2 separate regions of the Mus musculus genome follow, and region 1 is linked to region 2. Evidence: chromatin contacts called from public promoter capture Hi-C data. All regions are on one chromosome and are shown on one strand. Each heading gives the region's core, a stretch centred on a gene start, on an enhancer-like site or on the middle of the called end of the contact. The rest is flanking DNA. Distances are from core to core; before and after follow the strand shown.

The links. Promoter capture Hi-C pulls out the DNA fragments that hold promoters and counts their contacts.
Region 1: a promoter capture Hi-C map of pre-B cells shows a contact between it and region 2. The contact joins the promoter of Rtkn2 here to the promoter of Reep3 in region 2. A contact is called at or near these places in 4 of 39 promoter capture datasets (the C10 cell line, hippocampal neurons, neutrophils and 1 more) and 2 of 115 datasets of contacts at active chromatin or transcription factors (memory CD8 T cells and microglia).

The regions. Positions count from the first base shown.
Region 1 is chr10:67,978,132-67,981,004 of GRCm38.p6, forward strand. Rtkn2 (rhotekin 2) reads left to right here and starts at 1,439. Exons shown (of 12, transcript NM_001359319.1): 1 at 1,439-1,681. The coding sequence starts at 1,643.
Region 2 is chr10:67,095,323-67,098,451 of GRCm38.p6, forward strand. It overlaps Reep3 (receptor accessory protein 3), which reads right to left and starts at 1,666. Exons shown (of 8, transcript NM_178606.5): 1 at 1,468-1,666. The coding sequence starts at 1,499. It also overlaps a transcript of Jmjd1c not described here.

The DNA.
Region 1 (2,873 bases), core at 189-2,688, 880 kb after region 2:
GTCAAAGGGCACTTCATGAGAATGGAATTCAGACCTGGGTTTGGAGGCACCTGTGTGAGTTGAGTGTTGGTAATTTTGAGTTTCTTGTGCTTTTACAACGGTGGGTCATTACAGACTGCAAAAGTAAGAGGAAAAGCACTCCTAACTGGATAGCAGCTTCTAGAATCACCTAGTCCAGAGCCTCTCAACCAGGCACTTATCCATTTGAGAGGAAGGAATATATACATATACATATATATATACACACACACACACATATATGTATGTATACACACATATATAAACATACATGTATATATCATATATATTTATATGCATATAAACATATGTATATATTTATACGTATATGCATATATATTTATACATATATGCGTATATATACATACACACAAATTTTCCCTCCCCCCCTCTGTATTCAGTGTAGGGGGGCGGTATGCCCATGTCCTGGCGCATATGTAGATATTACTTTTGGGAGCTGGTTCTCTCCTTCCACCACTTGGATCCTGGGGATTGGAACTTAGGCGGGGAGGTTTGGCATTAGGTGGGCACCATTCCTTGCTGAGCCATCTCACTGGCACACTCAGTTTCTTTTTAAGAAGTCCATCTTTCAACTGACTGCTTTAACAAGGAGGTCTGTAAGTAAGATGACCATATCATTGAAAGTCCACTTTGGAACAAGTGAGATGTCCCCAAAATAAACAGGGTCATTCTGTTTATAAAAGGAGCCTTGCCCAGGCCTTTAATGAGGGTGGTGTAGGAGAGTTGATTTGGTAGAGTCTTCCCTCAGGAGGAAAATGTCCAAAGCCCTACACATTTCCGGTACAAGATATGTCAAGGGGTAATTTTAAACACTTTACAAGGGTGTGTACATCCTCTAATTAAAAGTCTAAGCTGGATAGTTCAGTGGTGGACCAGTTGCTCACTGTGCTTAAGGCCTCGAGTTCAGCATTTCAGCATCTCCCCTTCCTCTTTCTTAATAAAAGCCTGTGCTAATAACGACCAGGCTTCTGGATAGTGTTGTCTGCTGTCACTTTAGAAGCGAACAAACCCGGGGACAGAAGTACTCGCAAAATGTGTCTGTCTGCCCAGCCTTCAAGAGCATGATCTTTGAGTGCAGCCATGTTTGAGAGACAGATAATGGATCCTTATATCCCTGATTGGTCTGTCGGGTCCGGTCAGTTCATGCCTTTAAACAACTTCGGGCGGGATGCAAGAAGAAGGCGCACTTTAAACCTGACAAGAAAACCACCTGCCAAAGATTTCTATGGCGAGCCTTCTCTAAGGCTCCACCCCGCCCACCAGTTGAGGCCCCGCCCACTAGCCGACAAAACCCAGGCGGGTTCAGGCCCCGCCTGCCACAGACCCCACCCACCCGGACTTGCTCTTCGTATTTAGGCCCCGCCTACCACACAACAGGCCCCGCCCACTCCCCGCCCTCGCTTAAGCCCTGCGGTAGCAGAGGGTCTGTTCAGAGTCTCGGGTCTCCGTGCTGTTTTAAAGACAGAGAGGCTCCTAGTACGCTTGCGCGGCGTCGTGGGCCGGGTTCCCCTGCAGACCAGACTTGGTACGGCCGAGCGGTTGGTGCAATCTGCAGCTGCAGCCCTGGGGCGCGCTTTTCAAATCGGCCGTGCCTTGCACCGAGATGGAGGGGCAGCTGCTGAGGGGTCTCGCCGCGCAGCAGGTGAGCGAGGCAGGGGACTGGAGAGCTGCAGCCTGGGCCGAGACCGAGAGCCGGGCGAGCTCCGCGGCTTGCACGCCTGAAGGGTGCACCGAAGGAGGAGAGCGAGGCCGGGGGCAACAGGAGGACGCCGGGGCCCATCCCACCTGCCGGTCTTCCAAGGCTTGCAGGGGAGGTGATGCTCCGGGAGTCGGTGCTCGAGTTGCTCCCCGGCCCGCGCAGCTGGGCGTGTAATGCAAGGTGCTGCTTGTAGCCGTGTGAGCCAGCATCAAACTGTGGGGCGCCGCGGGGTGAACGCTCAAATGGCATGTTCTTAGCTTTCCAGGAAGGTGTAAGTTTAAACATGGATACATGCACAAATACTAGGAAAAAAGGAGGACGAATCCAGTGTTTGTTTGTTTTTTAGCTATCTAAAATATGTTCAAAATCTTTTACACTTAGTGTAGTCGAGAATATTTCTTGGGAACCCCAGTCAAGTGTTAAAAGTATTCTTCCTGTTCATTATTTTAGTATTTTAATGAAAAGAAACCCCTTATATCCTTGTAGCGACATCTTCATTTTAATTTTAATTTTCACCTCTTACCGGCTCCTGAAGTATAGTAGTTCGAACCATATACTCTTGCCAGATTTGTGGGTCGAGGCGAATACTGCAGGATCATAGAATTTCTTTAGTAGATGCAGTATTGTTAGGAAGTCCTCTGTAATTCTCTGGAATGTTGAGCCAGGCTTTGTTTGAGTTATTGTGCAAACCATATTAGTAGTCACAAGACGTGTTTGCTACAAACATACACAAAACTTTCAACTTTCTTGTGAAATATTTCTTATTTTTGTTATGTATTCTAGGTATCCTATTTGCCTTTGTCAAAGGGTAGCCTTGAACTCCTAAAACTCCTCTTGCCTCCACTTTCCTACTATGGACTTTATAGGGCTGCCACACCGAGCCTGACTTAAGATGGAGTGGAGCTGGGTTCTAACCCAGTGCCTTGTGCATTCTAGACAAGCCCTCAATCAGCAGAGCCACACCCCACGCCTATGTTGATGGTTAACACAGCCTCTATTTCTACTGAACTAAATGGAGATCTGTTAAGTTTCTTTTTTTGTTGTTGTTGTTTTGTTGTTTTGTTTGTTTTCGAGACAGGGTTTCTCTGTGTAGCCCTGGTTGTCCTGGAACTCACTCTGTAGACCAGGCTGGCCT
Region 2 (3,129 bases), core at 416-2,915:
ACTGACCTTTGTATTGGAGGTAGCGTAGCACTAAACATACTTCCTTTCACCAATTAAAAAAATAAAAATCTTATTTGATGAATGCAAACTCAAGGTGTTCCATAATTTTCCATCATTGAAAATGGTCTAAGAGATCAAAAGACAAACCCAGTTTTTTTAATGGGGCATTTAATTTGAGGGGCTAGGCCAAAATAGTGGAGGGACTTCTGGTAGGTTAAGAAAGTATGCCTGGATTATGTGGAAACCCGAAGACTGCCTTGGAAGAGGCAAAACATAATTTGAAGGCACCCGTGGCATAACTTTATTTATTTGTGGCTTTAAGATGAATACAAGAAGTTCAGAGGCTTTAAAGGACATTTTATGAAAGAGCAAATTTTGAATGCATTGCAAACTAGGTTACCTAGCTCACTTCCAAACGAAATAAAAGCAAGTTAAAAAAAAATTAGCTCCTTCTCCGTAGTGAAAATAATAATGCCCAAGTAATGTCATTTTCTCCCTTCAAATTATAAGCTAATCAGCGAGGCCTGTTAACCTCATATAAACATTTCATTAAGGTACTCAGATGACACTACTGCTACATGAATAATGAATTCCCGCCCCCAGGCTTTACCTAATTTATGGCCCTTTATTTGGTGACTTTGCTTTAGAGCGCACAGGGTAAGGTGAAAGATGGGAAGAGAACCGGTTTAACTTGTATTCAAATACCTTTGCAGATTAAACAACACATCTCAACTTTTCCCCCCTCCTCTCCCCATCCGCAGCTCTCGTTTGTATCACAATCAGTGAACTGAGGAGATGACCCGAACAAAGGGGACTGGCACCTGCGCCTTCTCCATTGCAAACATTTCTTCCCACCCACGGCCCTCCACGGTCAGCGTTTGCCCGACCTTTCTAGCGCAGGCTCTTTCCCAGGTCACCTCGGGACCCCTGAGCAAGACTCTGCAGCCCGGGCTCTGACACCGATCTCTCCTCCTCCTACACGTGACCAAGCGGCGTGCGCCGCGGACAGACACCGCAACGCGGTAGACCTGGTGACAAAGGCTCGGGCGCATCCGGAGTCCCGCCGGCCTCCCGCGCTCAGCGTCGGCGGAGCCTGCGCAGGGCGGTGCCGCGCAGCGCGGGCCGCGGGAGCGGGAGCCGCAGCCGGGAGCGCGCCGCGGAGCCGAGCAGAGCCCGCCGCGCGCAGCGCCGGGCAGCGGAGGAGCCGAGGAGCGGAGCAGCGCCTGCCGCGTAGCCGAGGAGCGGAGGGGAGGCCGAGGAGAAGCCGAGCAGAGCCCGCCGCGCGCCGGGGAGCGGCTCCACGGAGCAGAGCCCACCGCCTGCCAGTCCGTTCGCCCGCGCCCTGCTGCTCCCAACGCCGCCGCCGCCCCGGAGCCCCGCAGCGACTGGGACACGGGTGAGCAGGCCGCGGCCCGTGAGCTTGGCTCCGGCAACCGGGCCCCAAGCGTCTTCCCCGCCCGTACTTACACCACGGCTCGGGAGATCATCCAGGACACCATCTTTTCGGCCGATGGGCCGCTGACCGCAGGCCGCGCGCTCCCCGCTCGCGCTCCCCGGGGCCGCGCTGGCGCCCTCGGGAGCCGGCCCGGTGTGTGCGCGCGGTGCCCGGAGCCGCCCGGAGCCCGGTCCCCCGCCCGTCCGCCCCCGCCCGCGGCCCCGCCGGCCCTGCCGGCCCCGCCCCTGCGCTCCGCTGATAGGCGGCGGCTCCGGGACCCCGCGGGCGCTGCGCTCCACCGAGCTGCGCGGTCACCTCGCTTCCCCGGGCCGGGGGACTCCGGGCGGGCGGTGAGAGCGCGTGGGAGCCGAGGCCGGGGGCGGGGGAAGCCGGGATTGTGAAGTGTCTGGCTAGGTGCGGCTCCGGTGCTCACCGAGGCTCGGCAGCCAGGGCCTACCACAGGCCTGGGTTGGCACGGCGAGGCTCGTGGTGCAATGCAGGGGCCAAGGGAGAGCGTCGGGGGTCACGTTTGGAGTGATGGGTTTGCAGGGATGGCGAGGCTGTTCTGGGCCCCTTGGGGCACCTTTTCCATCAGCGTCAGCCAACTCCTGTCTGTCTTGCCTGCCCCACAGCCTAAAACGTGGACCCAGGATTTCCGACCCGTGGTGCTGTTTACAAGTGTCCTTATTTTTTTTTTCCGTCACGCGCGCGCGCGTGTGTGTTACCTCTTAACACTGTCCAAAATTTTAAGCTGACCTTTTAAGTTACTGTAGGTGTTTTTTTTTCTTGGTCCCCTGGTGGAAGCAATAGTAAAAGTTCTCTAAGCTAGAAAGAATAATGTCTGTAATGTGGTGTTTGGAGCCTTTAATTAAAGTCCTAGAAAATATGATGGCTCATTTTGGGACGTACTGTAATTTAATCTTTTTGTTCCCCAGTTTCCCCATAATAAAAAGAGGCTAATAATACTCTTGCTTACCTCCTGCTTTTCAAGGATGATGTAAGGTATTGCTAATTAATGTGTTTAGGAAGGAGTCGGATTTGCCTGGGATGGTATCAAGGGACAGGGATAGGTTACCATGAGTGCCTTGTAGTTCATGAGGCCTATAAATTAAGAAGAATTTTGGCCATGAAAGAAAGCAGCAGGGGAGGGATGGTGGTGAGCTCTTGTGATCCCAGCACTGTGGAGGAGGTGGAGGCCTGCGGGGTTTCCTTCCACAGAACCAGGAAGAGAAGTCCTCCGCTGCTTTCTGCTCTTCCGTTCCTTTTTTTTTTTTTTTTTTTGCTTATTTACATTAAGAATGTGTGTTTTTATTTCAGGGGCTGCGGTGATTGCGTTTGTCCTGGTTTATTTAGTTTGACCATTGTTCAGCGTTACTGGGGAGATGTGCTTGCCCTCTAAGCAGCAGTTTTTCTGGCACATACCTTCCTTGTCCTTTCATGTCCTTCCATGGGCAGAGCGGTCTTGTAATGTCTTTATTTACAGCCTTTCGTTCCTCATCCTTAACATATCTTTCCCCTCCTCTCTTTCCTGAGCTAAGGTGTGTTTTCGTGCCCTTGACTGAATTGCATCTTTTTCTTGGATGCTTTATTTCCCATTCTCTACCTTTCTGACCTCTTAAATCCCCCCCCCCCAATTCCCTGCCCCCCACCCTCCCTCATAATTTATCCCTTAAGTTTCTGGACTCCTTTCACCC